2 separate regions of the Hordeum vulgare genome follow, and region 1 is linked to region 2. The links are chromatin contacts, called in public Hi-C maps. All regions are on one chromosome and are shown on one strand. The core of a region is the stretch at or near the end of the contact, and the rest is flanking DNA. Distances in the headings are between cores, read along the strand shown. Region 1 holds the start of LOC123443894 (phospholipase A1 PLIP1, chloroplastic-like). Region 2 holds the start of LOC123443891 (DEAD-box ATP-dependent RNA helicase 25-like).

Region 1 (3,617 bases), core at 1,070-3,569, 610 kb after region 2:
TTCGGCCCTTACATGCTTTGAAATGGATGGAGCATGGGAGCACATGTAGATCCAGTACGCGTTACTAATGCTGCATTCATTCATTTATGCCAATCTTAGGTATCGGTGGTGGTTAATGGTTACCCAGCATGTTGCCGCCGCCTGCTCTCACTCTGTCACTCGCTCTCTACACTTGTACAGATGGGCATGGCAAGCTCATGTTGAAACAGTCCAAGGCATTCAAACCTGAGCGTGTCCTGAGTCCTGAGTGCCCATACTTTGTCTCCGTCCATTGTGTTGAGCGTTTTCTCGCCCCGTAGTCAATTGTGTGCGATCATACTGGCGAGCACGATGACCCATGCCCATGTGCGATGTGCCAGCGGCCAGGAAATGAAGCGCAAGCATACATCAAGACGGAGCAGCCGGCCCACATTACCTGCATGCGATCTTGCACAAAATAAATGGTCTGTATCGTCCACTTTCCCAGTATACTTGTCACTATAATAAGTTGTGCAGTATATCGTTGTTTCTGTTTGACAATATGACATAACCTAGGACGATCCTAGATCGAGATAGCCGACCAAGCATTTGGCAGCGGGAGACCAATTTTCTTGACATCTTTTTCTCCAAGAATCAGCACAGAATATACTACTACTCCGGCAGCAGGTCGCAGAATCTCGCTCGACATTAAAAAAGCAATTTTACTCGTCTCATCTTCCTCACATGGAGGCGCTCGGTGTGATCGATGGAACCACCAGCACAAGAATTAATTTACCTAGCGAGCGTTGCACAGGACAAGCCGATCTCGGAGATTAATTTGCGAGCGCACGGGAGAAGGCCATTAACAAGTTGGGGTTTATTATTCGGCATCGTTGGCGTCCAGGTGCTCGGGCATTGTCTCCTCCGACGCCTTTCCTTTCTTCTTCTCGGAGGACTAGTAGTACGTTTTTTTCCATATGAAAAAGCACTCAAAAATACGATGGGACAAAAAAAGAGCGCTGCAAACTGTACAAGTAAATCAACTGATTCGCCGTGCTGACCTTTTGTACGGTGGTTGCAATGTGCCAGCCGCACGAAACCGTGAATGATTCTCTTCCCAGGTTAAGTTTCATACCCTGCATGCATTCTTAAGGCTGTAGGTGCACCTATAAACCTCTTAATTTCTGAACCCTCCAGCTTGCCTCGTAATTTCACAAGCAGTCAGCTGAATATACCAAGCTAGTAGTACTTCTAAAATAGTGACCTGAACGTTCTTATATTTTCTTACGGACGGAGTAGCATGCAAAAAATGGGTTTTCGCCGCAGGTGTTGAAAGGTGAAAAACATGTAGCGCGCAGGCATTCCGTATGCAACCGGTATATGCCGCGGTGGATACCATTTGCATTTGGGAAAACAAAGTGCACCTTTCTTGGTACCTCGTCCGCGACGGAGATTCCCATGCTCCACCGTCGACGGCCGCGATTTTTCCTCGCCAGCTCCTTGTGACCGATCGGGACTCTTCACTGCAGCCCGGGGTTTCTATGAAAGGTGGATGTTCTGGTATTGAAAAGAAAAATACGTCGATGTATTGATAGAAAAAATATTAATAGATGTTCGTGTATTTTTTAATATAATTAAACCTAACGATGCAGCTGTATGTGCAATTAAAAAAAATTAAAATAAAACAACGTCTAACTTTTTCAAATCAAAGTCGAAAAATAAAGAACCCCAAATCAATAATGAATGCATGAAGAAGATGTTGATCCAACTAGTGGCTAGATATCTTCTAAAATATCTAATTCTGGTTTTTGTTTTCTTTGGTTTTGCTGTTTTACCAAAGATTTGATGAATTATAATGTATCCAATGCCTTTAAAAAAAATAAAGAAGCAACTAGATGTGTTTTCATGACTGAAAATGTCGACCCCACAACAAATCCGTTATACGTCGATCCGTAAAAGTATTTTTCTGCGAACTACAAATAAATTTTACGGTTCAGCTTTAGAGATGCTCTGCCCCTCTCTTGTTCCTTCCTCCTCTGTTTTCCGGAACTACCCTCCTCGGCTGCGCACATGCTGCGCGCGGTGTATCCTTGCATGCAATTTGCTTCCGAACAGGGCCACCTGTCGCCCCTTGATGGTGTCCCGCCCGCATTGATCACAGAATGACCGGAGGGCAGGACGGTGAATTCACCTACTCCTCATACTAGTAGTCATAGTATGAGTCCTCCCGCTGTCGTGGCGTCCAAAGGCCGGGTTTTTTCTCGGTTTCGCCCACCTCGCCCTCTCGCGTGGCCGACCTGTTTCTCTACCCGTTCCCCGTATTAAAGCCCCACCGCCGTTCGCCCAGCTCCTCCGTGCTCCCCTCCCCCCCCCCCCCCCCCCCCCACCCTTTTGGCCGCACGGATCGCCAAAGCCGAATCAAATACTACACCGCCACCAAGAGGCCAGGCCAACCACCATCATCCCCGACCCCAAGCGTTACCGCCGCCGGCAGCTGCGCTGGATCCGTTTGCCTAGCAGCGCGGCTCCGGAAGGACCCATCCATCCATGGTGGCGAGCATTGCCGGGGCGGCGGCGTCGTCGTCGTCCGCGCACGCGCACGCGCCGGCAGGCCGGCGAGCCAAGAGGGAGCCGGTCAACATGCAGGCCGGCATCCGGCGGTCGCGCTCCGAGCCGCACCTCCGCTGCTCCCGCCGCGGCGGAGCCGCGGGCGCATCGCTCACCACCAGCCGCTCCATCGGCGTCTTCCCCTTCCAGTTCGGCGCCGCGCCGCTGCGCCCGCCGCCGCTCCCCGACGGCGACGGCTACCGGCTCCTCACCGTGTGCGCCGGCGAGACCGACCCAGACCCTGACCCTGACCCGGAAATGCCGCAGGTCAGGACGCCCGAGGACCACTGGCTGGACCGGCTCCTGGAGCTGCGCTCCCGCTTCCACGACCCGACCAAGCGCTTCTTCTCCGACGCGGACAACCTCTTCGAGGAGGAGGACGACGACGACTACCACGAGGACGGCGGCTGCGGCGTGAACTACGACGAGGACCACGCCGCGGCGGAGGCCGATGACAAGTGGGACCGCGACTCCTTCGTCAAGCTGCTGGCGCGGGCCCCCCCGGGCGATGCCCGGCTGTTCGCGCAGCTGGCCTTCCTCTGCAACATGGCCTACGTCATCCCGGAGATCAAGGTGAGCGCTAGCGCTACGGAAACGATACAATCGTGGCCGCCCGCTGGGACTTGGACGGAACGGATCTGCCGATCTGGCCGCCGAATTAGTTTGATCAACTACTCATAAAAACGCTGGCTTTAATTGCTACGAGAGAGGGTCGCCGCGCGTACAGGCTGGGAGGTGCCCACTGGACTCGAGTATTAATTTCTTATTAAGGAATTAATGTTTGCCAGATTTAGGTAGGAAAAGCAAGCAGCACCCGTGGCTTTAATTTCCATCGCCGATTATCTTGGTGGCCGATTTGTCCAGCCACGTACTACTAGTAATGTCAGTAGTCGCGGCGACCCCATTGACAACAGCTTGTGCTTCATTCCTTTTTCATTGACAAATTCCTGCTCTAATTAGGGGCCCTTTTTCGTCATCCCAAAATACAGTACTACTACAGAAATCAGTCATAATCAACATGTAAAGAGTAGTTTTCTGGAATAAAGGGTGGC
Region 2 (3,506 bases), core at 547-3,046:
ACGCCAACGGTCGAGGAAATTTTCTACGGCCAGTTCATGGAGAATGTTATCTTCGAGGGTCATGGCGAGGCCTTTCAAACGGGTGGGCAGGGCAGGACCTTCGATCCGGAGGAGATCCAGAGTAAAGATGGCTGTGGCGAGTACATGGCCGATGAAGACTTTGAGGCCGACTATGGTGACTCGTGGCATGAAGAAGATGACATATGTTGCGAAGGTGACAAAGAAGAAGAGAACGTCGTCAATATTGCGGGCAAGCCATTGTTCATCGACGAGCTCACCCAAAGAGCGGAAGCTCAAATGAGGAAGAAGAGCATTCATACGGGATCATACACACAAGATGAGGACACGTTGATTTGCGGAAGTCGGAAGGAGATTGACCAAGATCCTAGAGTCGATGCGCAACAAAAGAGAATTATTTTTTGGACAAGAGTTCACAAAACATTCCATGAGAGAAAGCTGTTTCCGCCCTACCAATTTACGAGCAATAGTAACATCAACTCGATTCAAAAGAGGTGGTTGTTCATCCAACAAGAATGCAAAAAAATTTGCGCCGCACTTGAGAGCGTTGAAGCACGTCCCGTGAGTGGTCTTGGCATCGGGGACATGGTATGGCCTCTTCACTTTCCTTTGCTACGACCGTGCCTGTGCCTCTCCTATGATTAATTGTGTTTGCATGTCCAATTGTTGTTGATCATGTAGGCATTTCAATCTTTGGAAGCATTCAAGGCCTGTCACAACAATAAGCCATTCACTCTCACGCATTATTGGCAAATTATCAACAATTGTCCTAAGTTCAAAGATCAATACCGCGAGCTTCAAAGGAAGAGAGACAAGAAGGCGGTCGGCCGGCCGCATTGGCCGGAGGTGGAGATGGTGAGGCGTTGAAGAGGCCGAGGGGCAAGACCAACTCCAAAGTGAATGACAAGCGTGATGTGGCATCGTATGCTTTGCATGAGACTTTGCATGGCGTGATGTCTCAAAAGGAAGTGAGGGACGAGAAGAAGCGACAAGGCAAGGAGGAGCAAATGAAGCAATACATGAAGCTGCAAACAAAGAAGCTTGAGATGGAGGAGACGGCCAAGAAGAGGAAGATCGACATGAAGAAGGCGGCCACGCAGAGGCAGCTCGACATTGAGGAGGCGGCTAGGCAGAGGCAGCTCGACATCGAGACCACCAATGGCGCGGCCAGGCAGAGGCAGCTCGACATCGAGGCCACCAATGCTGCAACCAAACAAAGGAGGTGGCGCTGGCGATCATGAGCGTGGACTTGAGAAAAATGAGTGAGAAGACAAGGAGCTGGTTCGAGGCCCGACAGAAAGAGATGTTTGACGTCGATGGCCTCAACTAGGGCGTTAATTCGGTCGTGGCCGTTCTTTTTTTGGAGCCTGACATGATGAGCCGGCCGCTGACTGTGTTGCCTGCGAAAAACCTATTCTCTTTGGCGGCTGGCTGTGTTGCCGACCGCTGGTTGTGTTCCGGCAAGGACGTATAGGCTGGCTGTGTTGCCGGCATGATCTAGGGCTGCTTGCATGACTTATGAGTCATGGCTATTGGAATGCTTGTGTTTGAAAATAAAGCGGATATGATGCAGCTAAGGTCCGCATGTTGGACACACAACCATCATATATCAGAAATGATCCAGATATGACTTCATCATCCGTCTCAAACGGATAAAATCCAAACAAAACGGACGTTGAGATGGGATCACGTGAAATTAACCTAATGGTTTAGAAGGGGAACTAGGTGCAAGCGGGCCCTCAGCCGTTATAAATGAAAGCCGCGTCTGACGAAGCCGGCGAAATATCTTATCTTCTCGCGCGCCAAGCCGCAAACTCACAGGGACAGAACCCCCTACCCCTACTCCCAAAACCCTACCGCCCCAGCCACTCACCGGAGATGGCCGGCGGTGATATTCTCCTCCGTACCCACGGCGGTATCCCCGTCCTCGTCAGGGCCTCCCCTTGCAGCCTCCGCCTCCGCCTCCGTTTTACAGCCGGCGGACGTCGCGCCCCTTCTTCCCTGGCCGCCGCCAAGGTCGACATCGGCGACGTCGTCAGCCAGCTCAGGTCAGGAAGCGCCCGCGGCGCGTCCGTCACGAGGAGGCAGCGGAGGGACCCGGAGGGCGGACTTGCGTTTCCCAGGGTTGTCACGAGCAGGATAAGGGGTGCCGACGAGGAGGAAGGGGAAGGGAAGGCTTTGCAATTGGATGCGGAGAAGGTCGGTGGCGAGGCGGGAGGCGTGGACGGCTCCTACCTCAGCGAGACACGGTAATAGAGAAAGCCAACGCTCACTCTCAAATCTTTTCAGAATTGTAGAAATGGAGAGTTTGAGTTAATGTCGCCTGTTTTACTGTTTGAAATAAAAAATGTTGGCTGATTTTACGAGTATAGAGCTCAAATCTCAAAACAGTGTGGTAGCAATAAATATAGAATATATGTTATAATACTGTTCTACTACAGTTATTTGATTCTTACGGAGTTCTAAACTTCTAACAGCGTCCTGTGTTTGTATGAATGCAAATCCTTAGCATTATAATTGATGGTTGCTGCCTCTTTGAAGTAGTGCCGTGTTTGACATTATGGTGAATTATATTAACATTTGGTTAGCCGCTCTTAGATACTTGGGTTCTAGCCTTGCCTTTTTTTTCTGGACCAAGCTGCAACTGGACATATTGTGTTACAGAACATATAACTAAATACTCCTATGAGAGTATATTCATTGGCTATAGTTTTTTTTTATCTAACTTGTTTCTTACTGCAGCTGTAAAATAAATATGGCAAAGAAAAACATAGAACAACAACCAAAAATTTGGTGTTACTCGGTTTTACGTAATCCCATGTTAAGGAGTACAAATGCCATTTGGAATCGGCAACTAAACAACTAATGGTTCTAGTTCGTGACGCCACTTGCTAACTAGGCTGTGTTTTCCTGAAAATCGAGAACTATCAATAGCTTTTATGCATTTGGATTTTTTGGTTTAGTAATCTCATGTATATTGCAGGTTTGATCAGTGTGCTATTTCTGAATTGTCACTGAAAGGCGTCAAAGATGCTGGATATGGAAGGATGACCCAGGTTCAGGAGGCAACTCTACCAGTAATCCTTCAAGGTTAACAAAACTGCATATATTATTGCTTCACTCTGTGACACAAATCTCTTGGGTGGGAGCCCGGTAACTGATATTCCAATGTATTGCTGCACTACAGGCAAAGATGTTCTTGCGAAAGCGAAGACAGGAACAGGAAAAACCGTTGCCTTTTTGGTACTCATTTTTATTCAGCCCCAGTAGTCAGATCGATGGTGTTTGCATTCACTGAACTATGGCAGTGACATTCTAAATCATTATCCAGTCCAACCGAGTTTCCTTTTTGCGTTTCTAGCTGCCAGCCATTGAGGTTCTCTCTAAATTACCCAGTTCTCAACGGAGCCACTTGCGGTCGTCTGTAAATTTGCTTGTGATGTGCCCTACTAGAGAGCTTGCAAACCAAGTCGCTGTTGAGGCCAAAA

Evidence for each region. Hi-C and Micro-C count contacts between places; a contact is called where the count stands out from the background.
Region 1: a Hi-C map of seedling shows a contact between it and region 2, with 3 times the contacts expected there. The contact joins the promoter of LOC123443894 here to the promoter of LOC123443891 in region 2. A contact is called at or near these places in 1 of 6 Hi-C or Micro-C datasets (seedling) and 1 of 1 datasets of contacts at active chromatin or transcription factors (embryo).

The regions. Positions count from the first base shown.
Region 1 is chr3H:372,922,509-372,926,125 of MorexV3_pseudomolecules_assembly, forward strand. LOC123443894 (phospholipase A1 PLIP1, chloroplastic-like) reads left to right here and starts at 2,320. Exons shown (of 2, transcript XM_045120440.1): 1 at 2,320-3,138. The coding sequence starts at 2,506.
Region 2 is chr3H:372,311,951-372,315,456 of MorexV3_pseudomolecules_assembly, forward strand. LOC123443891 (DEAD-box ATP-dependent RNA helicase 25-like) reads left to right here and starts at 1,797. Exons shown (of 10, transcript XM_045120438.1): 1 at 1,797-2,267; 2 at 3,002-3,108; 3 at 3,206-3,261; 4 at 3,380-3,506. The coding sequence starts at 1,897.